5 separate regions of the Mus musculus genome follow, and regions 2, 3, 4 and 5 are each linked to region 1. The links are chromatin contacts, called in public HiChIP or PLAC-seq and promoter capture Hi-C maps. All regions are on one chromosome and are shown on one strand. The core of a region is the stretch at or near the end of the contact, and the rest is flanking DNA. Distances in the headings are between cores, read along the strand shown.

Evidence for each region. Promoter capture Hi-C pulls out the DNA fragments that hold promoters and counts their contacts. HiChIP or PLAC-seq counts read pairs in DNA pulled down with a chosen protein or histone mark.
Region 2: an H3K27ac HiChIP or PLAC-seq map of acute myeloid leukemia shows a contact between it and region 1, with 7 times the contacts expected there. The contact joins the enhancer-like site here to the promoter of AW209491 in region 1. A contact is called at or near these places in 11 of 39 promoter capture datasets (the 3T3-L1 cell line, 3T3-L1-derived adipocytes, the HPC-7 cell line and 8 more), 5 of 115 datasets of contacts at active chromatin or transcription factors (acute myeloid leukemia, bone marrow-derived macrophages, embryonic stem cells and 1 more) and 1 of 9 other capture datasets (adipose tissue).
Region 3: a promoter capture Hi-C map of stem cell-derived epiblast-like cells shows a contact between it and region 1, with 5 times the contacts expected there. The contact joins the enhancer-like site here to the promoter of AW209491 in region 1. A contact is called at or near these places in 5 of 39 promoter capture datasets (cranial neural crest, embryonic stem cells, frontonasal cranial neural crest and 2 more), 2 of 115 datasets of contacts at active chromatin or transcription factors (both in embryonic stem cells) and 1 of 9 other capture datasets (embryonic stem cells).
Region 4: a contact with region 1 is called in a promoter capture Hi-C map of liver, with 2.8 times the contacts expected there. The contact joins the enhancer-like site here to the promoter of AW209491 in region 1. A contact is called at or near these places in 21 of 39 promoter capture datasets (the 3T3-L1 cell line, 3T3-L1-derived adipocytes, the C10 cell line and 16 more), 1 of 15 datasets of contacts at CTCF or cohesin (the NIH/3T3 cell line), 4 of 484 Hi-C or Micro-C datasets (the G1E-ER4 cell line, adipose-derived mesenchymal stem cells, embryonic fibroblasts and 1 more), 14 of 115 datasets of contacts at active chromatin or transcription factors (the 230-238 cell line, the NIH/3T3 cell line, astrocytes and 11 more) and 4 of 9 other capture datasets (adipose tissue, embryonic stem cells, liver and 1 more).
Region 5: a promoter capture Hi-C map of pre-B cells shows a contact between it and region 1. The contact joins the promoter of Tbce here to the promoter of AW209491 in region 1. A contact is called at or near these places in 16 of 39 promoter capture datasets (the 3T3-L1 cell line, the C10 cell line, the HPC-7 cell line and 11 more), 6 of 484 Hi-C or Micro-C datasets (B cells, CD4 T cells, LSK cells and 3 more), 14 of 115 datasets of contacts at active chromatin or transcription factors (bone marrow-derived macrophages, craniofacial prominence, effector CD8 T cells and 10 more) and 1 of 9 other capture datasets (liver).

What each region holds. Positions count from the first base shown.
Region 1 is chr13:14,627,703-14,633,005 of GRCm38.p6, forward strand. It overlaps AW209491 (expressed sequence AW209491), which reads left to right and starts at 2,556. Exons shown (of 2, transcript NM_134067.4): 1 at 2,556-2,662.
Region 2 is chr13:15,575,659-15,580,961 of GRCm38.p6, forward strand. All of the region lies in intron 3 of Gli3 (GLI-Kruppel family member GLI3), which reads left to right. Among named protein-coding and RNA genes, the nearest start is that of Gm6556, 110 kb to the left of the region's middle. Within about 2 kb of position 1,968, at least 15 of the 459 cell types and tissues checked have an H3K27ac peak or open chromatin away from gene starts, as enhancers often do. A contact at or near this core is called in second pharyngeal arch cranial neural crest, where this site is marked.
Region 3 is chr13:15,328,822-15,334,124 of GRCm38.p6, forward strand. No RefSeq gene overlaps it. Among named protein-coding and RNA genes, the nearest start is that of Gm20043, 44 kb to the right of the region's middle. Within about 2 kb of position 2,155, at least 3 of the 459 cell types and tissues checked have an H3K27ac peak or open chromatin away from gene starts, as enhancers often do.
Region 4 is chr13:13,991,591-13,996,893 of GRCm38.p6, forward strand. It overlaps B3galnt2 (UDP-GalNAc:betaGlcNAc beta 1,3-galactosaminyltransferase, polypeptide 2), which reads left to right. Exons shown (of 12, transcript NM_178640.3): 9 at 2,825-2,950; 10 at 3,526-3,685; 11 at 4,137-4,193; 12 at 5,303. Among named protein-coding and RNA genes, the nearest start is that of B3galnt2, 40 kb to the left of the region's middle. Within about 2 kb of position 3,126, at least 14 of the 459 cell types and tissues checked have an H3K27ac peak or open chromatin away from gene starts, as enhancers often do. A contact at or near this core is called in hippocampal neurons and liver, where this site is marked.
Region 5 is chr13:14,037,629-14,042,931 of GRCm38.p6, forward strand. Tbce (tubulin-specific chaperone E) reads right to left here and starts at 2,010. Exons shown (of 17, transcript NM_178337.3): 1 at 1,910-2,010.

The DNA.
Region 1 (5,303 bases), core at 1,306-3,805:
AGTCAGTGCCAGCCTGATCTGCAGAGTTCCAGGACAACAAGGGCTACATAGAAGAAACACTGGCTCTCAAAACAAGAACCCCAGAAGAATGTCAACATGTATCAATCAAAGAGGAAAGTAGAGGTATATAAATTTAAGACGAGGAAAGTGCAGATAGTGCAGCGGAAGGAAACATTAGATTCAGGGTCAGCTATATTCTGCCTCCGCAAATGGAAAGCTGCCTGCAACCCCATCCCCTTTGTTCACAAGGCTGAACAGAACTCTTCATTGACCTTGAAACTCATCTGTTCCCCTTTTGTTCTAGTTGCTTCAGAAACTCATTCGTTGATGTAGGGGCTCATTGTACACCGAAACATTCTTAAATCATTTAGGCTTCTGGATGTTAGTTTCTTTTCATCTTGTGTATTATAGTGTTCCCAGTGTTCATAGCTTCTCCCAACATTTGGTTGTATCTGGAAAGCTTTGGCAGCAAATTCCTTACCATAAATCTTGCTTTGCAAAGTTACTAGCTGAGCAACGTGACTGTTCTTGACGTTTACATATACTGGGGAAGGGGAAGTAGAAGGGAAGAGTGAGGAAGATTCTGCTTTTTAATGGAGCACTGAGCTCTTTTACCATTTTTTGCATTTTCAGTTGATTGTCATACACAGGAGTTCCTGACTCTTGGTACTTAAGCTCACCTGCTTTCCAGTCAGTTTCCAAGCTTTTCAACTCTCCAGCCCTAACCTTTGCCTCGATGTAAAGAAGAGTAAAAACATACTCAGTGGGAGGGGTCGGTACTTCTCTAGGATTAGAATTTTAAGTTCCTGGCAACCAGTGCAATGGCCCCTTTATTAGCTATAGTTTGTGTCTGTGACAAAATACTTCCCTCTCTGTGGCCTTTGGGATTGTCTTTTGTTCCACAATTATTTGCCTTTTGATGAGTTTTTACTTCCCAAATGTGTGTGCCATCCTCTTGTAGGGGCCATGTTAATGTTCTCTGGATCACTTGGGTTTTAGTTTAAAATGTGCTGCCAAAGGAAGGACATTTGATAAGTTTCTTAATGGTTATTAGACCGAATGCCCAAGTAGGTCCTTATTAAAATTTTTTTTGTAAATTTTTTAGTATATTTACATTTTTCCTTTTACTTTTCTTGATTATGGACCTAAAATTTCTGTTAACTGAATATCTGATTCTTGCTCTTTGCTGTGTTTCAATTCCTTACTGTACTTTCTAGTCCACTGATGTTTAGAATATGCCTTTACTTCGAAGAGCTGTTTCCTATCTGTGCCTTCAGCCCTTAAATGAAGAGAAGCTTATTTGAGGGCCAAAGTAATCAGGTAGCTGAAGGTTCCAGTTACAAGGTACTTCTTAAGGAAACGTGCTGTTGTATGTGCCTTCTCTGTCCTCCAAATCCAAGCCGGAGAAGGTTGGGGAGTGTTGAGTTTGTGAATGAGTCTTCTTGTAGATTGTGATTGTCAGATTTCTTTGGAAGTTTTTACGTATTTACTGTTTGAAGGGAAAAGGTGTAGGGGGTGGGAGCATTGGAGGAGCAAGGAGGCTAGGGGCAACATTTAATCAGGAAAATTTCCCATTTTCTAATGGTGCCTATTTTTTGTTGGGCTTCTTTCTATCTTGACACCTGTTTACTTACATCACAATAAACTTATTTCTGAGGGAGGAATGGGCTGGCTGCCCTGGATGGGAGAAAGAACTCTGGTATGTTATTAATGGAGTCTTTTTAAAGAATGGTTTTAATTCTTGCCCCCCCCCCCCCCCCCCATTTAGACACACCTGAAGTTCCAAAGCCCTCTGGAATTTGTGCTTGATAAACCCTGGCAGGCTTTGCTGAAGGCATTTACAGCGTTGTTTGTGCCTCAGGGGCAAAATACATCTATTTACCCTTTAGTTTAGAACTAAATAAATTCGTGTGTAATGTATTTGGAATAGCGCTGGCTACAGAGCTTTTTTTTTTTTTTTTTTTTTTTTTTTTTAGTATATTTAAAGCACCGAATGAGATATTGCTCCTGTCTTAAGATTTTGGTAGTGTGTCTGATCTGAGTTACTTCTATCCTTAAAGTAGTACTTGGGACAAGGAAAACACAATTGAAATCTAATACTTAAAATAATACTTAAAAAAATACTTAAAATTAGTTTTGCTTTCTCAAACTCCCCCTCACCTCGGATAACTTTGAACTAAATATCCACAGCCCCTGAAGCTATGCAGTTCTCTGCCCTGTTCGGAAGGACAGCACATTTAAAGGTTCCTTCTATGTAAAGGCCAGGATGATGCAACTAAAAATGCTTCCGAGTGGCGTTTGGAACCTCATGGTTCTCGATTTTTATTTTGCTAAAAATATCCAAATCTGAGACCCAAATAAGTTTTAGCATTCAGGACTCAGTGAGATTGAGACCCAACCCTTGACCCGCCCCTGCTGGCTGGGAGCTCAGGTTTCCGTCGCTTTGGTAGCAGAAGCCGGTTGCCCTCAACAAATATGGTCGCTGCGGTGCCGCCTGGGACTCAAGCTCAAGCTCACCGGGCCGGAACCACGTAATGCCAGAGGCGGGACTCGGCAGGCGGAGTGCCTCTCAGCAGAACAAGGTGAGGACTGACTGGTGAGCTGTCTCTGCAGACTGCCTCTGTGTTCCCTCGCCATGTGCGCATGGTGTCTGGCGCTGCTGGTGAGGATCCGGGGACCAAGGGAGTGAGTGGGGAATAGAGGGAGGTGGAGAGGGAGGGCATGGGCCGGGTCTCGGGGCAGGAAGGGTCAGTACTGCGTCTTCCCTACTCTGGCCTCTAAGCACTAGGCCAGCTGGAGCCTGTTTGATCCGGACTTGTTGGATCAGGCCCAGCGGTGCAGGTGGACATACCAGAATGGGAACCACACTCACGCAGAAACACTTCACCCCAGGCTCTCGCACCTTGTCATAGTCCAACAGCCAGGCTGGCCACCTGGTGTGGTGTTCTGGGTCCTTCCATCTTTTCCTTCAGAATGGGAACAGGAGGCCAGTTGGTTATCCCCTTTGTTCTATTGAAACATTGCTAAGTTGACATCACATGCAGAAATCAGACAGTCTTGATTGCTTGATATTCTAAACCCTGTGGAAATCAAGAGGCAACTCCTTAAAAGACTGTATCCGGGAGTGGCAGCGCACACCTTTAATCCCAGTATTTGGGAGGCAGAGAAAGGTGGATTTCTGTGAGCTCAAGGCCAGCCTGGTCTACATATTAAGTTCCAGAACAAGCAGGGTTATGTGGAGAAACACTGTCTCAAAACACAAACAACAATCCCCCCTCCACCACCACCCCCCCAAAAAAATCCAACAAGCCCCAAGAAAACAAAAATCATCTATTGAAGGAGTAAGAGGTGAGAGATCCTAGGATGACTAGTTTAGGAGAGCCTCTTGTTTGGACAGTTTGTGGATTTTTAATATTAAGCAGTTGTTTTTACATTAAAAAAATCAGTTCTTTGAGAATTTCATATCATGTGTTTGGTTCATATCCACCATGGATGACTCAACCAATCCCATACTCCACCCCTCCTTCAAGACTGCTTTGTACTACCCAAATAGTCTAGGATGTGTGGTCTTCCACTGAAGGGTGGGAGGGAGGCTACACTCCTAGAGAAAACTGTCTCTCCCTCTCCCAGCCGCTCAGAATTGCCAGCAGTTGCCATGCTGGCTTAGGCTTGCGCAGGGTTGGTGCATGCTGTGTCCAGAGGAGGTTTCATTGCAGGTCTTACCTTTTTTCCTTTCACAATGATCCCTGAGCCTTGTGAGAGTAACATATGAGTGTTACATATGTCCCTTTTAGGAATAAGAGTTATATGTAGTCTTTTAGTCTCTGCACCTTGGCCAGTTGTGAGTATTAACAACTGTGTTAATAACTATCTACTGCAATAGAAGCCTCTTAGATGAGGGTTGAAAATACATTCATTTATGGGTATAATAATAAGTCAGTTTACACTATCTAGCAGCATAAAGTGGTAAGTTTTCCCCTAGGGCCTATGACTTCCCTAGCATAGGTTCGTAGCCTAATAATGATGCCAAGTATGGGTTTCATCCTATGGAGTGGCACTTAAATCCTATATATATATATGTGTGTGTGTGTGTGTGTGTGTGTGTGTGTGTGTGTGAATGTTTGGTGGATGTGTAGTCAGTATGGGGGAAGGGGATGCCTCCGTGGGCCCATACTGAGGTCCCCCTGAGGGGCCAGCCACAAGACCACAGTATAGTATAGAATAGTTTATTCAGGGAATGGGGAGGGGAGTTGACAGGGTAGGAGAGACAGAAAAAGGGGCGGGGGGGGGGGAGGAGAAGGGAGGGGAGCGGAGGAGAGGAGAAGATGGCCATGAGCACGTGGAGAGGAATGGGGAGAGAGGGGGACTAGATGACAGAGGGAGAGCAAGAAGGCAAGAGCAAGAGAGAGTGAGGGGTCGAGCAGCTCCTTTTATAGTGAGCCAGGCATATCTGGCTGTAGCCAGGTAACTGTGGGGTGGAGCTTAGACAAAATGTTAATACCAACCGTAAAGTGGCTGGTTACTCCCATAGTATTTGTGCTGCTGTTGTACTGATGGGCATGTCTTGCCAGGCCAGTCATAATTGTAACTCCAAGGATTCACAGATACTATTGAAGATTGCTTTTCTCCTCTGTTAGCCTGCATAACACCTTGCAGAACTATGAAAATTAGCCAGGACAGCTGAAGCTTCTAGGTGTGTACGAGCTCCATTTCGCCATGTCCTATGACTCAAATTGGTGTTTTTAGCAATACGGTCTTAGCCATCAAGTTCTAGATGGATTGGCAATACCACGTTATGTTTGGGTATCTATGAAGCGTCCCTGGCCAGCAACTCCAAAAGATAATCCATTTCTGGGATTTTTATTTGTTAGCCTTATATCTAGTAGAGACATTGTTTTGCTCTGCTGTAAGGTAGTTCCATCTTAGTTTTTTTTGTGTGTGTTTGTGTGTGTGTTGAGAGGTCCTTCGTGTTATTTTTCCTTCCTACATTTTCTCCTCTACCAGACAGTTCACTGTCATCTCAGTTAACCATTCCTGTTCCATTTTCCATTTAACCCTTTCCACCAGTGTGTTCTCTTTCCTCCCTTAAAAGCCCCTCTCTGTGGACCCTTAGTAATGTTCTGATCTCTATGGATATGTTTTCAGTTCTTTATACATTCTAGCCTCTAACCCTCTGTCAAGTGTATAGACGGTAAATGTTTTCCCTATGCTGTGGGCTGCCTCTCTACTCAAGTAATGGCATTTTTTGCTATGTAGAAACTTTTATATTTTCAGGTTTCACTTGTTAATTATTGTTCTTAACC
Region 2 (5,303 bases), core at 718-3,217, 950 kb after region 1:
GCGAAGGTCGGGCTGTAGTGCTCGTCTCAGACACCTTCCTTTTGATGCCACTGCCTGGGCTTTCGAAACAGCTCTGGAATTTGGTTATTACCGTTACTAAAATTAAGCTAATTCTAGTTGCTTGGCTATGAGGATGCTTCTAGGAAACAAAGAAGCACCCTGGCTTTTTTTTTTTTTAATATTAAATCTATTGTATTATAATGAAAATCATTTAAAAAGAAGAGTAACTATTGTTACTATGTGTTACACAGTGTGTGTTCGGCTTTTCTAGTGTAGTGCCCAGTGCCCTGTGTGTAATCGTTACAGTCACCTAGATGTGTGTACCCTGTGGATAGAGAAGCAGGACGTGGGGACATGAGGTCTATAGTCCTTGCACCAGCAAACAGGCAAGCTCCCACTCTGCAAGTTGACCTTCTCTTCCAGGGGCACAAAAGAAGGAGAGAGAGAGAGAGACAGAGAGGGAGAGAGAGAGAGTGAGAGAGAGAGAGAGAGAGAGAACGAGAACGAGAACACAAACCAATGCAAAGCCACTGATGAGAGGTAGGAAAGACCTGGAAACTCAGCACAGAAACATACTGGGGCATTGATTAGGATTTGATGCCTAACATGCCATTTTTGTATGAAGAAAAAAAGGTGAATTCCCCTCAGGTTGTCATTTGTGATTTAAAAATATTTTTGTTCCCTTTTGTCTTGACTATAGTAAATATTTCTATGAGGCTAACAGCACTTATATCCCTAGAGAACTTGTTAGAAAGACACATTTTGGGGAGCTTCTTTACTCCCGACTTCATCAGGAGCCTGTATTGAAAAGCTTTTGGGGGTGAGGCTAAAGTTGAAGACCCATCTGGCTACTTTTCTGTATCACTCTTTTAAGTCTGTCATTGGCATTAAAATATGAAAGGGGGCAAACTCTGACACTAGAGTTTTGAGGGGACTGAGCGTCACCTGTCTTCTTCTTCTTTTTTTTTAATGACCATCTCATTCTGACAGTTTAAGACCCAAAGCCAGCCGTGGCCCAAGGATTCAGTTATGGGAGCCAGGGAACATAACTCCCTTTCTTGTTATTTAAATCCTTTGCTTATGAATCTGTAACATTCTGAGCCTGTCATTTGTTCATCTTTGTCAGCTGTAGTGCAGTAATAGTAGTAGACACTTCATTGAAAAAACTGGTAATTGTTGATCCCCAAGTAATGGATTCCTGGAAACTTATCAGCGTTTAAAAAGTTAAGCTTTGCAAGATGAAATCAGAACGATGATCTAGAGCCATGGTTGCTATTTGAGTCCAGGCTAAGAAGCAGTATTCATTCAGAGTGTGTCCAATTTCAGCTTCCTCTTTATATTTTTTGAAAGGTTGTTTTGGCCCCTTAATTTAAAGAAATGAAAAGAGCTATACACTTTATTCCTTCTACAAGGCATCAAGGAGAGGGCAATAAACAGTACCTGCCTGAGATATTTTAATAAATGCTGCTTTACTGCATCCCACAATAGAAAGCAAATACATGCAATTACTTGCAAATTTCTTCAGTGTTTGTACTTATAAATCTCTGCCTAACCCTTCCCTGCTGGGACTTCAGTTAGTCGTTCTGCTGTGGAACCAGGGCTTTGTTCTCAGGTTCAGCTTCAGCTCAGTCTGGAATAATTCAGAAATGTATTAGAGAGGTTGTGTTCCCAGAAGGCATAAGGAAATAACCTTCAGTGCTGGCCTTAGGGAAATCAGTCCAATCAGAGGTTGGGCAGATTTCTCGATTAAACAAAGAACTAACTGTGCACAAATTACACCTCAACAATTTGTAAGGAGTCCACCTAAGAAATGTCTTAGAGATGGAAAGCTGATATTTTTTTAATCAGGGCAGCAGGGCTGCTAAAGTCAAAATGTCGCCAGCATTTTTCCATCACTCCACAATTAGCATCCCCCCAAATTAAATTTAAAGTTGCATTCATCAGCAATCCTTGGCTTTGAGACCCAGGGCTCGCATTGTCAGATGCAGATGAAAACAGCTGCCCTTGTCCATGTGAGGCCTCAGAATACAGACGAGTGTGCTGTGAGTGAGGCCTTGCATCCTTGAGTGTATATGACTCCGTTCATCTGGAATACATCCCGGGGAGCTTTGGGCTGTCGAGTTTTATTTTAGTAAGTTTCATTTTGGGAACCAGAAAGGGGGTTGAAAGTTATTGCACTTAATGTTGTTGTGACTTCACTTGCTCCTATTCAGTTTGTTCAGATGTCAGTGCCAGAACCTTTGTCAAAATGGATTCCTCGGGAGGGGCCTAGTAGGTTTCAGATATTTAGGAGATCTCTGTACCTAACCATCATCCTTAAGACTGTGTGTGTGTGTGTGTGTGTGTGTGTGTGTGTGTGTGTGTGTGTGGGTGTGTGTGTGTGTGTGTGCGTGAGCGTGTGCGTGTGCGTGTAATGACTTTCTTGCTGGGATGTTTAAATTGTGTTTTAGTAGTTTCATATTTTTTAATGGGCAAGGGACTCTGCTTAAAAGTAGATAGGTGCCCCTCAACATTCCTACCCATAGTGCACATCCAACCCTTGAGCTGAGGTTCAGAAGGAAGTTAACATTGCCTTAAGACTGGTGACATCGTTTTTGGTCAGAAATTACAGCCTCAGGTCCTAAATGCAAAGAACCAACTCAGGATTGCAGGAAGGGTAATTTGGGAGCGTTCAGAGATTTGAGTTCAGCATTTGAGAAAAGAAAGTGCAGGCCCTGTGGTGGCCCACAGCTTTAGATCATCTAGGTCAGTCAGCTACTTGGAGAAGACACTGAGTGTGGTTTCTTTGTCATTTGAAAGGTTTCTTCCTCGAGTGTTCTTTTTCTGTACATAGAAGTCCAAGCACATGGACACATGGGTTGACAGTTCCCGTATTTAATAAATGATAAACAAATAAATATTCTACATACCTGAGGGGCCACACATCACCTGTTGAAGTATTGACTGTTCTGGGGCAGAGGTAGTCATTGCCTTCACTTGCATACCCACTGGTTAGCCCATCAGATTCCAGTGCATAGCTGAAAAACCGTGGTTGAGCTCACTGGGTCCCAGAAGGACTTGTAAAGAGGAAGGGCACTGAGAGGGGTAGGAGGGAGAGAGAGTGGAGTAGTGCATTATTTAGCTGTATGAATTTGTCATAGATGAAACAAATCCGGATAGAATGGTAATCATGAAACCTTTGCTTTATCCCTTTGCATTACTCCATGAATATTTTTGCAGCTTGAGTAATGCTTCATTGCTAGTTTTTCATATTCATTTACTACTTGATGTACAGTTGGATTGTCTTTATTAGGCAATTGGTAATTCATAATTTATTGTATAATATTGATCTGAAAGTGTTCCTGGATATTCACTCTAGTTGTGAGTTTGGAATTGGAAACATAAATTATAGTAGTTTCCCATAGTTTTTGGATCATGTAATTTCTTAAATATATTCTGAAGTGTGATTCTTTTAAAGATTAAGTTATAATTGTTTATGTTTTAATTTTATTGTCCATAGTTAATATTGTATTTTATAAATATATTTTGAACAACAACAAATAGGTCAAGGCCAGGGATGTGGTTGTGATGAGCCATGTGGTAGAGCTCTTAACCATAATTTTCAAGGGCCCTGGGCTCTCACCCTGGAATTTCCTGTTGGAAGGGCTATGAATCAAAGACCAAACTTGCCTCTCATCTTGATTTGTTGATGTGTCTTTGTCACAGTTCTTTGGCTGACCCATGTTCAAAAGGGAAGTTCAAAGAAGCCCTGCCTACCTCCAAGGTTGTTAGGCAGTTTCTATGGGATGGTGTATTGAAAACCCCTTTTCAATTGTGAGAGGGGCCACAAGAGTGACTTGTGAGGAGCAGAAGGATGACTTTGGAATGGTGTCCTTCATCTTACAGCCATAGGGAAACTTCCATACCGCTGGCTTTGACATTTGTTTTTCTTAACAGTACTAGCTTACTTGAATCTGTGTCCATCTTAGAACCTTAGAGACTCATCAACAGTGGTGACAAATGTCACACTTTGTTTTCAATGTCAAGTGAACAAGAAACTTAATTGTGGGAATCAGAGAGTTACCAAGATGTCTGGATATAGATAGTTGCTTCATTTATTTCTTTGAAGTGTTTGTTGCTTGGAAGTTGGGCATAACTATGTTCACTTCTCAGATCTGCAATATGAGATAAGAGATAGGAAATATGAAAAATTTTCAGCTTATAGGTAGGTATTTGCTCAATATTAGTATCAGTCAAAAGTATTGGCTAGTTTTATATAAATTTGGCACACAAACTAGAGTTATCTGAAAGGAGGGAACCATAATTGAGAAAATGCTTCTGTAAGATCCCGCACAGTTTCCTAATTAGTTATTGATGGGGGAGGGCAGAGCTTATTGTGGGTGGTTTTATTCCTGGGCTGGTGGTCCTGGGTTCTATGAGAAAAACAAGCTGAGCAAGCCATGGGGAGCAAGCCAGTAAGCAGTATCCCTCCATGGCCTCTTCATCACTCACGCCTCTAGGTTCCTGCTGGTTGAGTTCCTGTCCTGGCATTCATTCTTCAGCGATGGACTATAATAGCTAAATAAACCCTTTCTTCCCCAACTTGATTTTGATCATGGTGTTTTGCCACAGCAAGAGAAACCCTAACTAAGATTGTGGTTTTTGTTTGTTTTTTAAAAAACTAAGTCATTTTTTTTTAATTTTTAAATTTAATAGGGAATGGATTTTTGAAAGTTAGTGTTAGGAACTTGTTGTTTAAAAGATTTAGTATTAAATTCATTCCTTATATTTGATAGGATCTTCTGACAGCATGATCATCAAATACATTCTTGCATTTGCAGCGTTTGATAATGAACTTTACCATTTACATGGACATATTATTAACCGTGGTGTTGGCCAGCTATGGAGACAGCAGCCGACAGCCCTGGGCTGTGTCTCCCAGACCATGGAATCCTCAGTGGCATGTGGGGCTGGAAAGCCCCAACCTGGGTTTCTTTTAAAATGGTATGTAAATGCACACCAAATCCACATCCATCACTTGGATCTAAACTGTACTGTAAATTAGCATGCATGGCTGTTGAGGTCACACTCTTTACCAGAATGGCTTTAACGTAACTTGGCAGCTTCAGCATAAAACATCTTTTGCTCTGTTTTCCGGCAAGCACAGGCAAAAAGCAAGTCAAAACTGCTTTCAGTAATGAGACCTGATCTTTTTAAAAGCTAGAGTTTCCTGTGTCTCCTGTACCCATTTTCTAATTTACCAGGTAACACAGTCAGGACTGCAGTGCCCTAAGGGGAATTTCCTCATTTAAAATCCTCATCTG
Region 3 (5,303 bases), core at 905-3,404, 700 kb after region 1:
GGCTTCTGCATCAGCTCCTGCTTTCTGACCTGCTTGAGTTCCAGTCCTGACTTCCTTGGTGATAAACAGCAACATGGAAGTGTAAGCCAAATAAACCCTTTCCTCCCAAACTGGCTTCTTGGTTATGATGTTTGTGCAGGAATAGAAACCCTGACTAAGACAGAGCCAGAGCAAATGAGGACACCGGAGAACACAGCCCACAGAATCAATTAATCAGGGTTCATAGGGGCTCACAGAGACTAAAGTGGCAATCACAGAGCCTGCATAAGTCTGTTTTAGGTCCTCTGCGTACATGCTATGGGATTTAACTTGGGGGTTTTGTGGGACTCCTAACAGTGTGGATGAGGGTGTCTCTGACTCTCTTGCCTGCTTTTGGGGCCTTTTTTTTCTCCTAGTGGGTTGCTTTATCCACCTTTGATATGAGGAGAGGTGCCTAATCTTATTGCACCTTGCTATGCTGTGCTTGCTTGATATCCCGGGGCAGGGGGGGGGTGCTCTTTTCTAAAGGGAAATGAAGAAGCAGTGGATCTGGGGGAGAGGGGAGGTGGGAGGGGCTGGCAAGAGAAGAGGGAGGGGAAGATGTGGTCGAGATGTATTATATAAGAGAAGAATAAAGAAAAAGAAAAATATATAATAGGAGCTACAGAAATATATAATAGTGGCTCAGCTTAACGTGGTTCTCAACGGGTGGGTCATGACTCTTCTGGCAAACCTCTAGCTCCGAACGCATTTATATTATGATTCATAATATTAGCAAAACTACAGTTATGAGGTAACAATGAAATAATTTTATGGTTAAAAGGTTGCAGCATTAGAAACGTTAAGAACTTCTGGCCTCAGTAGTTACAGTACTTCCTGCTCTTCCAGAGGACCGGAGTTTGGTTCCCTGCATCCAAGTCAGGAGGCTCGTAACTACATGTAATTCTATCCATGGTATCTGCTGCCTCCTTCTGGCTTTTATGGGCACTGCACTCATGTGCTGCTCATATATTCAGATGGAGATAGCAACAAAAACAAATAATTTTTTTAATGTAATAAACAAGGAGAAAAGAAAACTGAATATCCTGTGTGTGCTTCTCTCTGTCTCTCTCTGTCTCTGTCTCTCTCTCTCTTTCTCACACACACACACATACATACATACACAGGCTATTTTCATAAAAAAATATCCATTAGAGGCTGGAGAGATGGCTTCTGCTAAGAGCACACACTGCTCTCACAGAAGACCCAGGTTCAGTTCTTAGCACCCATATCAGGTGGCTCACAATTCCCTGCAAATCCAGTTTCATAGGATCTGACCTTCTCTTCTTGCCTCTGTAACAAGCATGTGGCAAATACATAATATAATTTTTATAGAATTAAAGTGCAATATTAGGGTGACCAAGCATGTAGCAAGATTGCTGTAGTGCCATCTTTAACTCAGCATACTAGGCTAAACACCAAGGGTGCCTGTAAGGCCCATCCCAAAAACAGCTCAAATTGTTGCAGTTCACTCCTGATAGTGGTGTTCTTATTTGGAGAACTGTCATCTTTGTGCCATTCCCTTAGGCACCGCATGTTATAAGACCTCAGTGCTTTGTATTTACTGAGTGAACAAAATGCCTAAAGTTGTAGTTGAGTAGGATAATGAATTGGAAGCCTTCACAGACAATGTATCTCATCCACATTATTCTTCTATCACTGTCCAGGAATCAATGCCAGAAATATGATTTTTGCTCTGTCGATATTATTTTGTTTTCAGTCTAAGGTGGTTTAACTATTTAGGAAGAGCACTTGTTTTGTTGTTTCTAGACAAAGAACTGCTAAGCAATATTTTTTTTCCTTATAACATGTTAGTTTGGTTTCTTGGACTGTCATTTTGACTAGGATTTAAAACAGACATTGTCAAGAAGTTAGAAAATACCCAAATTAGAGAGTTGGCAGCATGTCATTAACAGACTCATCTGGAAACTGTGCCTGCCCGTCAAGACTGTTTGTAAATCTGGAGATAATCATGGGTACCTGAATATTGCAGTCAAAGATAGGATTCTATAGAATTGGAAAGGCATATAGTAACTAAGGTAATTGTTATGTCCAGAGTCCTAATGCAAGCTACTCAATTCCAAGCAATGGACACTAGAAATTAAAGCAATTTCTAAGAAATCAGCAAATGTATTTTCCTGGGCTGGGACAGAAAAGAGAATTCAAATCCAGACACAATATATAGCCTCTATTGTTCCATTTCAGAAACATAAAGTCTTCTATGTCATTACGTGTCCTCAGAGATTGATCCCAATTGAGAAGCCAGCACTAGGAACATAACTAATATTTACTGCTGGCTTGGTGAAGACACTGAGTAAAGGCAATCCTAAACAAAGAGACTCTGACCATATTGTGTCGATTTCAGGGATCTGAGAGGCAACTGAATTCGTCATGACCTTAGGACAGATGTTTCCACTCAGTTTTTCAGAGCCATAGATGGTAATCAACTTACAGCAAATCTTTATCTCAGACACAGCCACCTGGCTTCCTTGAGCAAAACAGCAGCATTTTAGCAGATTTCTGGGCAGAAAAGCTTTGAGAAATACAAAGAAATGGGATGCTTTGTAAATGCCAGTCATGGTGGGTGCTCAGAAAGAGATCTGATTTGGATCAGAAAGATTGCAAGATACATTCTGTAATCAAGGACCTTAGGCCAAATGGGATTTGTGTATCAGGCTACCCTTAGAAGATAAATTTCAGACTCACCAGACTTTAATGTATAAAAACCACCTGTGTAGTGCTGGAGAGATGGCTCAGCAGTTAAGAGTGCTACTTGTCCTTTCAGAAGACCTGGGTTTTTTTCCTGGAACCCACATGGTAGCTCACAACCATCTATAACTCCACTACCAGGGAATCCAGTACGACTTCAGGCACTGCCTGAATGAAGTACACATACATACACTCAGGCATACTCATAACATTAAATGCATTTTTCTTTTTAAAAACTAACCTGCAGCTTTGTTAAAATGCAGATTCTGATTCAGTGGTGGGTCCTAAGCATGCATTTCTATGTGTCCTCAGTAATGTTGATGTGCCAAGTCCAAAGTCAGACTAAGGAGATCCTAAGTTGCCACAGCCCTGGTCTGGATTGTCACTGCTCCAGAGACCACAAGACTTACTTGGCCCTCCTCAGGTCACCTGGGGGACATTGACTCATCTACTGAAATCAAACTAAATTTACATCTTCCCTCCCCCTCTCTTTCTGATGAGACTCTAGAGAAGCTCACATGTTGATTTGGGATAGTTTGCTATTGTGATTAAGTGAAAGAGATTCAACAAGATTTCGATGGGGAATAAAAGAATTCTCTTTCTGAGGAAATGTTTAATTCTTGCTCTTCCAGTTGATTTGTAGGGGTGAGGGTTTAAAGTTTAGATCTAAAATGCTACTCACTATTCTTTTCCTAGTTTAATAGTTAGCTGCATTTGAGCAGAAACTGGGCACAACTAGCTGTCAAATCCAGATCTCTGATCTCCCTGTGACAGTGTGTGATTCTGGGCTCTGCTTAAAGTGTTCCTTTGATTAAGACCCACTGAACCCAGGCCTGAATTGCTCATAGCAGCCTTGGTAAAACAACTGAGTAATCTACCAACTGACGTGACCAGTGGAGAAAACCAACTCAGGAGGGAATGGGGCCCAAACTCCATGGCTACAACAGTGACATACAGTTTTAGCCCATTTCTTAAAGTTTAGAACCACATCTGGGCATCAGTACCTTTCCCTCCTGCACTGACAAACCACACTCCATTGTTTCCTCTACTGTAAACTTTGTTAACAACCAAGAATTGATAAATATTTATCTAGAACTTTTCTCCATGTTATCATAAAGAGAAAATTTATTAAAAAAAAAAAAAAACCTTGCTGGGGCTTATGAACGGGCTATAGGACTCATTCGAAGCAAGCTAGGAGAACAACCAGTAGCTGATTTCTCCATATCAGCATGACTAATGCTTAAACCAGATTATTTGCACTTTCCATGGTATATTTAATAACCGTTTTTTAAAAAGAGCTAAAGAACTTGCTAACCTTCGTAAAGAATATCATTTTCAGCTAACAGCAGTCATAGTAAGAAGATTCTTCTGCCACCTGACTATTTCTTTGTGTCAAGAATTCGCAAAGGAAAAAGGAAAAGAAAGGTCACAGCTCAATTGCCATGAACCCACGTGCAGTGTCACACCTGCTCATGCACATCTTCGGCAGCATGTCCCCTGTGGGCTCAAAACAAAATGACAAGACCATTACTGAGTATCCCAGACAAGCCCTGGGGGACCGGGGGAGGATGCCAGCATGCTCCTGGTACTAATAGTTCCCAGGCATTCTTTTTCAATCAATATAAATAAAATGTGTTTTCAAAATTCTATTTATTTATACTTAAAATCTAAACTTAAACACTCAGAAAATAAATAGAGGTTCAAGTGGTCAATGGTTATCTGTATATAAGTCTGAAATTATTAATGTCCAGTTATATTAACATTAATTTTAAACACATCTGCAATAGTCCAAGTGCTCAATAACTATGAATGACTAGTAGGTTTCATATATCAGACAGCAGAACTCTAGAGCATTTCATCAGCACAGGACATTCAAAGGAACTGTAGCCAGCATGGACATATACCAGACTAATTGTGACAACTAGCTCTAGAAATTGAGATCAGAATGAGGCAAAAGAGTATTAGTATTTTTAGTTTTAGTTTTGTTCGGTTTTTTTCCACAGTATTATATACTTGTCTTAAATATGAAAATCATGAAAAGCTTGAAATGTTGGATGGAGATATCACTTATTATTAAACATGTTTGATGACAACTTTAAACTATGTAATTACTTTCTATGGATCTAGGAACAAAACCTTTAAGTAGATATAAAAATGTGTTTGTACAAGTATTATTCCATAAACATACCAAAATGCTTCATTTTTATTGGATATTTTCTTTGTTTACATTTCAAATGTTATCCCTTTCTCAATTTCCCCCTTTCCCAGAAACCTCCTATCCCACCCCCCTCCCCCTGCTTCTATGAGGGTGTTCATCCACCCACCCACCCACTTCTGCCTCTCCACCCTCAATTCCTCTACACTAGGGCATCTATCTAGCCTTCATAGGAGCAAGACCACTCCTCCCATTGGTGCCGGACAAGGCTACCCTCTGCTATATATGTAACTGGAACTATGTGTACTCGTTGGTTGATTGTCTTAGTCCCTGAGAGCTACGGGGGTCTGGTTGGTTGATATTGTTGTTCTTCCTATGGGGATGCAAACCCCTTCACCTCCTTCAGTCCTTTCTCTCGCTC
Region 4 (5,303 bases), core at 1,876-4,375, 640 kb before region 1:
ATCAAGCCACTGAGATTTCAAAATTTAAAAGACTTATCACCTGAAATGCAGTCTGTTACATCCTGGATCTTTAAAAAAATTAATTTTAAGGTTTTAAAAAATATTTTATAAGATATAGATTCTACTTCATAAAATAAAAACTTTATGTTTTTATTTCTATGTTTTAATTATTCAAATGTAAATGTCTGTTATGTAAGCATGAGTGCCTTGGGCCGCCAAAAGAAGGCATTAGATCCTCTGGAACTAGGGTTACATACAGTTGTAAGCTGCCCTACTTGAGTACCAGGATAGTTCTAACTGCTGAGCCAACTCTCCAGCACCTGGCTCCTTTGGAAGACATCTTTGAACATGCTGTGTCTTTCTTATTTAGATAAACAGATCCACAGTGTGAATGGTATTAAGGGATCAAAACGAACAAATCAAAATTAATTCCCTTGGATTCATTCCTACATACTTCAGGTGTCTCAGCCTAGCACTGGATGAATTCACTGAGTCTGGAAATGGTCCCTTTTTAGTTTTATTCCTACCTATCTACCCCAATTCCCTAATTATGTTCACACTAAGTTACTAGTCTGAATTCTTCTCAATTAAATATCCACCTTCCATTTCCAGTCTGGAAATGGTCCCTTTTTAGTTTTATTCCTACTTATCTACCCCAATTCCCTAATTATGTTCACACTAAGTTACTAGTCTGAATTCTTCTCAATTAAATATCCACCTTCCATTTCCAGTCTCTACTCCATGGGCTTCCGGATCCCTTGCATTTGGATAGATGCAGCGAGTGGGCACATGAGTTTTGTCCAGCTGCACAGGAGCTGAGGCAGAAGGCTCCTAGAACATGAAGGCTAGCTTTCACAGGGCAAGGCTCTGAAAGACAACCCTCCTTGTCTGTTTTACAAACTCTAGTAGTTGCTCAGTGAGATGAACTCTCCTAACTTCCTGGAGCCTCCAGTAGTTCTCCTAGCTTGGCTGTATTCTATGTCTGTGACAATAATGTTATTTTACCAATCATAGTTGGTAGTTGCTTGTGGCTGTGCTGACTTTCCGAGGAACAGCTTTCTCTCTCACATGGCTGAAGTACTAACTCCCTGGAGTATGTGTGACTAGGATTTCACATTTTTTTCCTTATCTTTGGAAACCTTATTTATTGGAAAGACTATCATATCTCTTTCTTCACTTCCCTTCTTGGGTGGGAAGTTCACAAGGGCACGTGTACAAGGGATATGTTTTCTTGGAGTCATACTCTGTAGATGGTCCGGTTAGTTTGCTGAAGGTAACATTATCTAACTGGGACTAGTTATTATTTTGGTAGAAGGCAGTTGAGTCTGAAATACCAGGACTGTATTTAGACAGCAATAGGAGCCTATCCCGAGCAGGTGGTTGTGGTGCATCTAAAATCCCAGCACTCAGAATTCCCAGTGTAGATGCCACTGTGAGGAGTTTGAGGAATGGGAAGTCAGGACTTAAGATTGGGGTGAGGGGGGGCACTAGCATTTCTAACAGAGATCTTTCCCAGGGAACCTTCAGTTTTCCTCCTCCTGCTCCTTACCTACCTCTCCCATTGTTTTTTGCCTCCCTTCTCTTTACTGTTGTCAAACCTCAGCAGAGCTGTTTTTAGATCTGCCTCCTCATAGCCCACATTACCACTTACCATCTGTTTTTCAGCATGCTTTGTGTAGGAAACCCTGGGGACACAAAAGAGGACTAGTGTAGGAGGGCACTAGTGGCACCAGCCACGTTTTAAATCAGTGTTTAATTATTTGACCTTATTTACTCAGCAGAGTCACCCACCAGTGATCTAAGCATCTTTGAAAACAAAAGCGTATTTCTGATTGGCAAATACTACGTTTCTGTTATACTGTTAAAAATAAACGACTAAGTTTGGTGGTGTGCACTTTTATTCTCATTTCTACAGAGGCAGAGGCAGGTGGATTTTATAAGTTTGAGGCCAGCTTGGTCTATATAGTTGGCTGATCCCCTTACAAATATGTACTTACAAACAGATGTGTTGTGCAGGGACTGACAGTCAGGGAACCTAGTTTTGCCTTGTTTGATGTCATCAAGAAAACTAGAGAAATGAAGTTCTTACAGAGGGTTGGTTGTTTATAATAATTGAAATGCTGGAAATTGGTTCCAAAGACAAATATGTTTGCACCTTATAAATCATGTTTTAACCCATAATATATTCAGTTTTTTTTTTTTTTACAAAGAAGCTTTGCGACCGTCTGTCTCACTTAGTATTTTGACTAACCTAGAATTCAGAGCTCTCGGATCTGCTTCCCACCACACCTGGCCCGTTTCATAACACATCACATTCAGTGTTCTAAGTGAGAGTTTCAGGTCTGATACCTGTCCCATGATGAGCTTTGTAACCAGGCACACGTGGGGCAGGGTACAGGTGACAGGTAGGCCTGGTAGCTGATGTGGAGAATGACTGGGAAGCCCTTGTTAGCATGCATATTCTAAGGTGGCCGTGGTGGCGCACGCCTTTAATCCCAGCACTTGGGAGGCAGAGGCAGGCAGATTTCTGAGTTCGAGGCCAGCCTGGTCTACAAAGTGAGTTCCAGGACAGCCAGAGAAACCCTGTTACGAAACAAACAAACAAACAAACAAACAAAAAAAAATGCATATTCTACTTCAGTCAGACTTTTCTGTTCATTCTTCTGTGATTCCAGTTGATGAAGTGAGGACCAAGTGCAGTCGATGGCCACAGTAATGGTGTTCTGTGTGTAGGGTAAGACACTGAAGGTGCACAGCTGTACAGGTGTAGTGTTGTGCCCTTCCATAGCTGCACGGACTTGCATATTTCTTTTTCTGTCAACAGGACTGTGGAATCCACCAGCTTCGATTTGCTGCTCAAGACAGATGACGACTGTTATATAGACTTAGAAGCTGTGTTTAATAGAATTGCTCAGAAGAATCTAGATGGGCCTAATTTTTGGTGGGGAAAGTAAGTGAAACATGGACCGCCAATACCTGATTAAGTGTGATTAATTTAGAATGAAATATGGAAGTTACTTTTACATAGATAAAGTTAAGAAAATTATTGATTATACTCTTCTGGGTTAATATGTTATCACTGTAATCTGAGGGAATTTTGTTTATTTTATTGAAAAATCTCAGGTTTATTAACCAGGAGTCAAAGATGTGGCTTTTGTTTTAGAAGCACACGGTCTCCTGCAACTGTTGTATCCTCTTTGCTTAGTTTGGTTTGGTTTCGGTTAGAATCATGTCTGACACATTTCCTCAGCCATTGCCTCTGCTGCTCAGGACCAGTGCCGGGTTGATGATTTGGTGGGTTTGGTTTCAGTTAAGTATGTCCTGAAACACAGGGTGGGCTTCTCTTAGTTTCCATTCAGAAACTGAGAGCTTATCTAATCTGTATAAACTACCATTGGGTAAATAATTCCTTTCCTTAGGCAGCAAGAATCTTTTTCCTGCTTCATCTCCTTGGTAGTGATGGAAGGCAGCTAGTAGAAGGATATGGCCAGCCATTACAGAGAAGCCACCATTGTAACGTCTCAGTTTCAGGTTGAATTGGGCAGTGGACAGAACCGGAAAATGGCAGGAGCTGGAATACCCGAGCCCGGCTTACCCTGCCTTTGCATGTGGGTCAGGGTATGTGATCTCCAAGGATATCGTTGACTGGCTGGCAGGCAACTCCAGAAGGTTAAAGACCTATCAGGTAACAAGGTCACTCATACAGTCCAGTGTCCTGAGATGTCCCTGAAGCAGAGCCAGCTTACCATGGCTGTCCTTTCTCTGTAGGAGTTACTCCCTAAAGATCAGGGACATTTACCTGACACTTCTCAGACTCTAGCCATGATAACTATTCTAATATTTTCTTTGAGCCTGCTTTCACTGTTTTTAATCTTTGTTTGGAAATGTATTCTGTGGAGGAATGTAAACATTTCTGTTCATAAAGAAGTGCTTTCTTTCTCCTGGCTTGGTTATAGAGTCAGGGACCAAGTATGTATGCCCAGTGTGTTGATGTAAGGTATGTGAGGAAAGGGCTTGATTGCTGTGTGCTTCCTGTCTCCCATCTCTGGCTCATCGTTACACATCTGGGTTGGCTAACTCTACATATCACTTTTTGTTACAAAAACATTAAGAAGTTGGCATTTGCTCCTGAGTAGGGTGAAGATGTCAGCATGGGCATTTGGATGGCAGCCATAGGACCTAAAAGACACCAGGTAAGCAGGTCTGGGATGCTGACCTCTGGGCTCTTGTAGGTGTGCAAGTGAACATCCAACCCTTGGCACCGGGGATAAAAGGCTTCTGGTGTCCCAGCTATGATTTTTAAATTGTGACCTCTCAACTTTTCTGACAGCAGACTTTACCTAGAATTTTATTTCTAAGGACCTAGTGGTGTGGAGGCAGGATGTGTGTGCAAAGACTAAAATGGAAGGTAGGAAAACGGGCTGGAAGGAACAAGATTTTTGCCTCATTTGTTGTATTCATTTCTTGATTCTTAACCTTCTTCTCTGGCTGTAGAAGGTACAGAAAACAGGACACGCACGCAGTGTCTGCCATTCAGAGCCACACGTCCACACTCACTCAGCAGGACCAGAATAAGCTCGAGTCCTGCTGCTACATCATACTCCGCCTTCTCAGCAAATCAGAGTCTTGTGACCTATAGTTTCTATAGGCTGTGTGTGGAGCTTGTTGTTATGTGAAGATCCTTACTGTGACCCCACTTAAATCGTCATACATAGGATATTTATTTTGTTTTGCCCTATGGGGCACTGTCATTTCTAAATAATTTACATTGCCTTCTGGAGCTGAAGAGCCTCTTGGACAGAGGGCTTTGTTCTCTTCCATGTACACAAGGCATAGTGCCCACTCTGCTGCCACTGGTGAGTCCCTCATTCTAGGCGTGCTTTTGAGAGACAGGGATCAGCAGCCTGTGTTCATCAGAAGCATGGTTTTAAAAGATTTTTAGATTTTTACTCAGGATCTGTGTTCTGAGATTCAATGTGTTTCTTCATATACATGTTCTGTTATTCCGTTGAGCAGTATAATACTTGGGACTTGCGTCAGGCATCTTGGACATGCCTGCTCTTACAGCATAGTGATGGGAGGAACTCAGCTTCACTCTCACAGCATTTGATACTTATTCAGATTTGGGTAGAGTACATTTAGGTGTCCTTCCTATCTATCTATCTATCTATCTATCTATCTATCTATCTATCTATCTATCTATCTCTCCTTCCTTCCTTCCTTCCTTCCTTCCTTCCTTCCTTCCTTCCTTCCTTCCTTCCTTCCTGATTCTGTCTTGTATTTCGTATTTGTTTCTCAACAGG
Region 5 (5,303 bases), core at 760-3,259, 590 kb before region 1:
GTTGTAACATCATTCTTCCTGGCCAGTCGAGCACGCGCAAGAAAGACCCAGAAATGAACCCACACACCTATGGTCACTTGATCTTTGACAAAGGAGCTAAAACCATTCAGTGGGAAAAAGACAGCATTTTCAACAAATGCTGCTGGTTCAATTAGTGGTTGACATGTAGAAGAATGCAAATTGATCTATTCTTACCTCCCTGTACAAAGCTCAAGTCCAAGTGGATCAAGGACCTTCATATAAAACCAGATAAACTTAATCTAGTAGAAGAGAAAGTGGGAAAGAGCCTCGAACACATGGGCACAGGGGAAATTTTCCTGAACAGAACACCAATGACTCAAGCTCTAAGATCAACAATTAACAAAAGTGACCTCATAAAACCGAAAAGCTTCTGAAGGCAAAGGACACTGCCATCAGGACACAACGGCAACCTACATATCAGGAAAAGATCTTTATCAATCCTATATCTGATAGAAGGCTAATATCTAATATATACAAGGAACTCAAGAAGTTAGACTCCAGAGAACCAAATAACCCTATTAGAAATGGGGTACAGAGCTAAAGAAAGAATTCTCAATTGAGGAATCCTGAATGCCCAGGAAGCGCCTAAAGAAATGTTCAACATCCTTAGTCATAGGGAAATCAAATCAAAATGACCCTGAGATTCCACCTCACACCAGTCAGAATGGCTAAGATCAAAAACTCAGGTGACAGCAGATGTGGAGAAAGAGGAACACACATTTTCATTGTTTGTGAGACTGCAAGTTGGTACAACCACTCTGGAAATCAGTCTAGAGGTTTGTAAGAAAATTGGACATAGTACTATTTGAGGACCCAGTTATACTACTCCTGGGCATATACACAAAAGATGCTCCAACATATAACAAGGACACATGCTCCACTCTGTTCATTGCAGCCTTATTTATAATAGCCAGAAGCTGGAAAGAACTCAGATGTCCTTCAACAGAGAAACTGATACAGAAAATGAGGTACATTTACACAATGGGGTACTACTCAGCTATTAAAACAATGACTTCATGAAATTCTTAGGCAAGTGAATGAACTAGAAAATATCCTGAGTGAGATAAGTCAGTCACTAAGGTGGATGGCAAGAAGTGTGCAGACTGTAGCCTGATATAGCTGTTTCTAGAGAGGCGCTTCCAGAGCCTAACAAATACAGAGGCAGCTGCTAGCAGCCAACCATTGAACTGAGCACAAGATCCCTAACGGAGGAGTTAGAGAAAAAAAGACTGATGGAGCTGAAGGGGTTTGCAACGCACAGGAAGAACAATATCAACCAACCAGACCCTGCAGAGCTCCCAGGAACTAAACCATCAACCAAAGAGTACACATGAAGGGACTCATGGTTCCAGCCCCATATGTAGCAAAGGATGGCCTTGTTGAACATCAATGGGAGGTGAGGTCCTTGGCCCTGTGAAGGCTCGATGCCCCAGTGTAGGCGACTGCCAGGGCGGCGAGGTGGGAGTGGACGGGTGGGTGGGGAGCACCCTCAAAGAAGCAGGGGAAGGAAGGATGAAATAGAGGGATTCCGGAGGGGAAACCGGGAAAGGGGATAACATTTTAAATGTAAATAAAATATCCCCCTCAAAAAAAGGGAAAAAAATCTGAATACTCCTCTCTGCCCTCCCACCACCCTCCACCGCTGTCCACCAGAAACGTCAAAAGGAAGAGATGGCAGCATCACTTGAGACCCACGCCCAGATGTTAACGGGGGAGGGGTGGGGAGGATCCAGAAGGCGCTTGGCGCAGGCGCACTAGCCTTCCGCTGGGTCAGCCCACAATGGGGCCCAGCCGACCGGAGAAGTCTCGGAGCAGAAAGCACACACTCAGGCAACCCAGCCCCATTGGGCAGCTCGCCACCTCAGCTCCACGACCTTACGAAGCTCACCTTCCCTCTGCCGGTCTGTCAGCACCCAGAGACCCTCACGCAATCAGCGACGAAGCTTTCGGCTCTAGGCGGAAGTATCTGGAGACCGGAAGTCCCACCTCCGCAGAGGAAGTGATGAAAACCACTTTAGCCCTTCCAAACGCGAACCCTATTGTCGCGAAGTGCTGGTAAGGTAGACACCGGAACTGCAACCCCGAAGGACTGTGGGACCAGTCGATTTTGCGTACTGTAGTTGATTCAAGACGCGAACTAAAAGTTCATAGCTGGGCGTGATGGCTCATGGCAATTACAATCAGCACTGGGAAGGTCGAGGCAAGAGAGATGGGAGGAGCGGAGGGGGGTTCATATCTAAAAAACAAAAATGTTTCATGCTTATGGGCACTAAATCACCGTAGGGAGTTCATAGTTACATAGAAAGGTGTAGTGTTGATCCCTCCAGAACTGGAAAGAAAAAGTTAACCAGCTAAGGCATGAGGGAGAACAAGAGTAAACGCAATGTTTTAAGTAAGTCACCACTTTAAACAAGACGTTCCTATGAATCGAGTGTTTTGGTTTATTTTTAGATGTTAAAAAGCCAGTAACTATTTCATTGAAAACAAATTTAAGATGCTATGTATATAAGCATATCGCAATGTGACCCCTCATATTGCTATACCTGAAGCTGGCAAAAACTTACTTGGAAGAGCTCCGGCTTTGCTGGATCCAAGTCAGTTTGACCAGACAGCACCACGAAAACAGTAATAAAAGAGTGCTGTAATTCAATCCAAGAGGAATTGCACAACTCTGCTGGGAGACATAATTAATTATAAATCTGTTTTATTGCACAGCAGTGAACGAGAACCCTGTAGTGAATCTGTTGTCAGTGGTTAATGAAAGATGAAATAAGCTGCCAGAACCTTTCCTGTTTGAAACCGTCTCAGTAGTCATAGAACATGACTCACTCTTGCCTGGAGGGGCTAAGCTACTATTGTCATTTGGCAAGTCTCCAATAGAAACACAGACCTTCAGATGGGAGCGTTTTTCAAGGACAACATTTCATGAAGGTGCTGCTGCTGATTGTTTTGAGACAAAGTCTCACGTATCCTAGGCTGGCCTCAAAACTTGCCAAAGTCAAGCTGGGCGTGGTGACGCCCACCTTTAATCCCAGCACTCGGGAGGGAGAGGCAGGCGGATTTCTGTCACCTAACTACCAAAGTCAAGATTGGTCTTAATTCCTTAATATCCTGCCTCCATCTACCAAGTGCTAAAATCACAGGCTTGGCCCACCATGCCAATATCTCCACATTTATTGTAACTTCATGCTTTTCAAGGAAGTGTTGATACAAAACACATGCTAGAAAAGAGATAGGCTATTCTGAACCAAATTTAAGTGATCTTGGCCCAGAAACGTTTACTGAGTTTACCCTGAATGACTTACTGTAGAAGAGATCATTTGAATTTTTATACTTTTACACAAGAACACATTCCTCTATATCTCCCAAGTTCTCCCTACCTTCTACTTCCCGTGATTATTTTGTTCCCCCTTCTAAGTTGGACTGAAGCATCCTTACTTTGGCTGGCCTTCTTCTCGAGCTTCATATAGTCTGTGAGGAGGAATATTGCTAGCTTTGCATGTGTGAGTCTTTAGGTTTTATCCTTAGAACTGTCAAGAATGATGATGGTGGTGATGAAGAGGAGGAGGAAGAGGAAAGATACCTACTATTGACCCTTGGCATGACAGGCACATACATGCATACTCACATACAGAGGTACCCATACAAATAAGTACACAGAAGAACATTCTAGTAGCTTGAGGTATGGGCAGGTGCAAGGGGCTATTGCCAGAGCCAGAGCTGCTGGTTAAGCCTGATCAAGATGACAACCTCCCAAAAGCACCGAGACTTCGTGGCAGAGTCCATGGGGGAAAAGCCAGTGGGGAGCCTGGCTGGTATTGGTGAACTCCTGGGCAGGAAGCAGGAGGAAAGGGGCTTTAACAAGGCTTATAAAGAATGATGAAGACCTCTTTAGAGAATGGCTGAAAGACACACGTGGTGCCAGTGCCAAGCAGTCCTGGGACTTTTTTTTTTTTTTTTTTTTTTTTTTTTTGGTTTTTCAAGTCAGGGTTTCTCTCTGTGTAGCCCTGGCTGTCTTGGAACTCACTTTGTAGACCAGGCTGGCCTCGAACTCAGAAATCGCCTGCCTCTGCCTCCCAAGTGCTGGGATTAAAGGCATGCGCCACCACCGCCCGGCAGTGATGCCTTCTTATAATGTTCTCTGGGAACCCCTCAGCCCCCAGCCCCAGCATAGAGTCTCTAGAGTCTGCAGCAGGGCAGGGCTCCTCCCTGTCCTGCATGAAGAAAAAGATGGCTGTTGCCACCTTCACCTCCTATGTTCTCCAGGGTCTTTGGGGAGTTCTCTCCCCTCAGCATTTCCACCTTTCTGGAATCCTTGCCCTTGCATGCCTTTCCCTTCCACCTCTCCCTGCAGTTCTGTGGCAACAGTTACCAGCCTTCCTGAATGGATTCCTGACCCCCTTCTCCCTCATTATCTGTTGGATGCCCTTTGGTTCCTTTCCCTTTTTTTTTTTTTTTTTCTTTTTTGGCAAAAACAGTCACTGTCCTTATAAAATATTTTTAAATTAATAAAATCAGTGGCCTTCAAAAAAAAACAAACAAATAGGTACACACACACACACACACACACACACACACACACACACAAATAAATAGGGCTGGGTATGCAATTGACAGAATGCTTAGCACACACAAAATTGTGGATTAGATCCCCAGCACTATATAAAACAGGCGTGGTCCTGTACACCTGCAATCCTCTGACTCAGGAGCTAGAAGCAGGAACATCATTTCAAGGTCAAGGCATAAGCCCCTCAAGGCTGGAGCAGCCAGGGCATACCCTACAGAAAAAGAAAAGCCCAAGATCAGGCCATAAAATCCCACAAATTCCAGGCCACCCAGGAAAACACTATCACCATCCCCCCAAATAAGACTATATATAAAACCTGCCTTCTGTTCAGTTCTTCACTTCTTCTCTCTTGAGCAGAGTCAGCCACCTTCTTGTGTTTTTCCCAATAAGTATCTTTGTGAGGTTTGTTGTGCATTGTGATTTTATGGTATTCCATGGTTCTTGACCGCCAGGATACCTTTCCTCTCAGAGCTGTACCAGCTGCCATATTCAGAAAGACTCCGCTTGTGCCTGTGTTCCTCTTTGGGGGGTCTAAGTTTCACTGGGATCTTGTTTTTTGTTTGTTTGTTTTTGTTTTTCGAGACAGGGTTTCTCTGTCTTGGAACTCACTTTGTAAACCATGCCTGCCTCTGCCTCCCAAGTGCTGGGATTAAAGGCGCGTGCTACCACACCTGGCCCATTTCACTGGGATCTTATCCCTCATCTCCAGTCACCT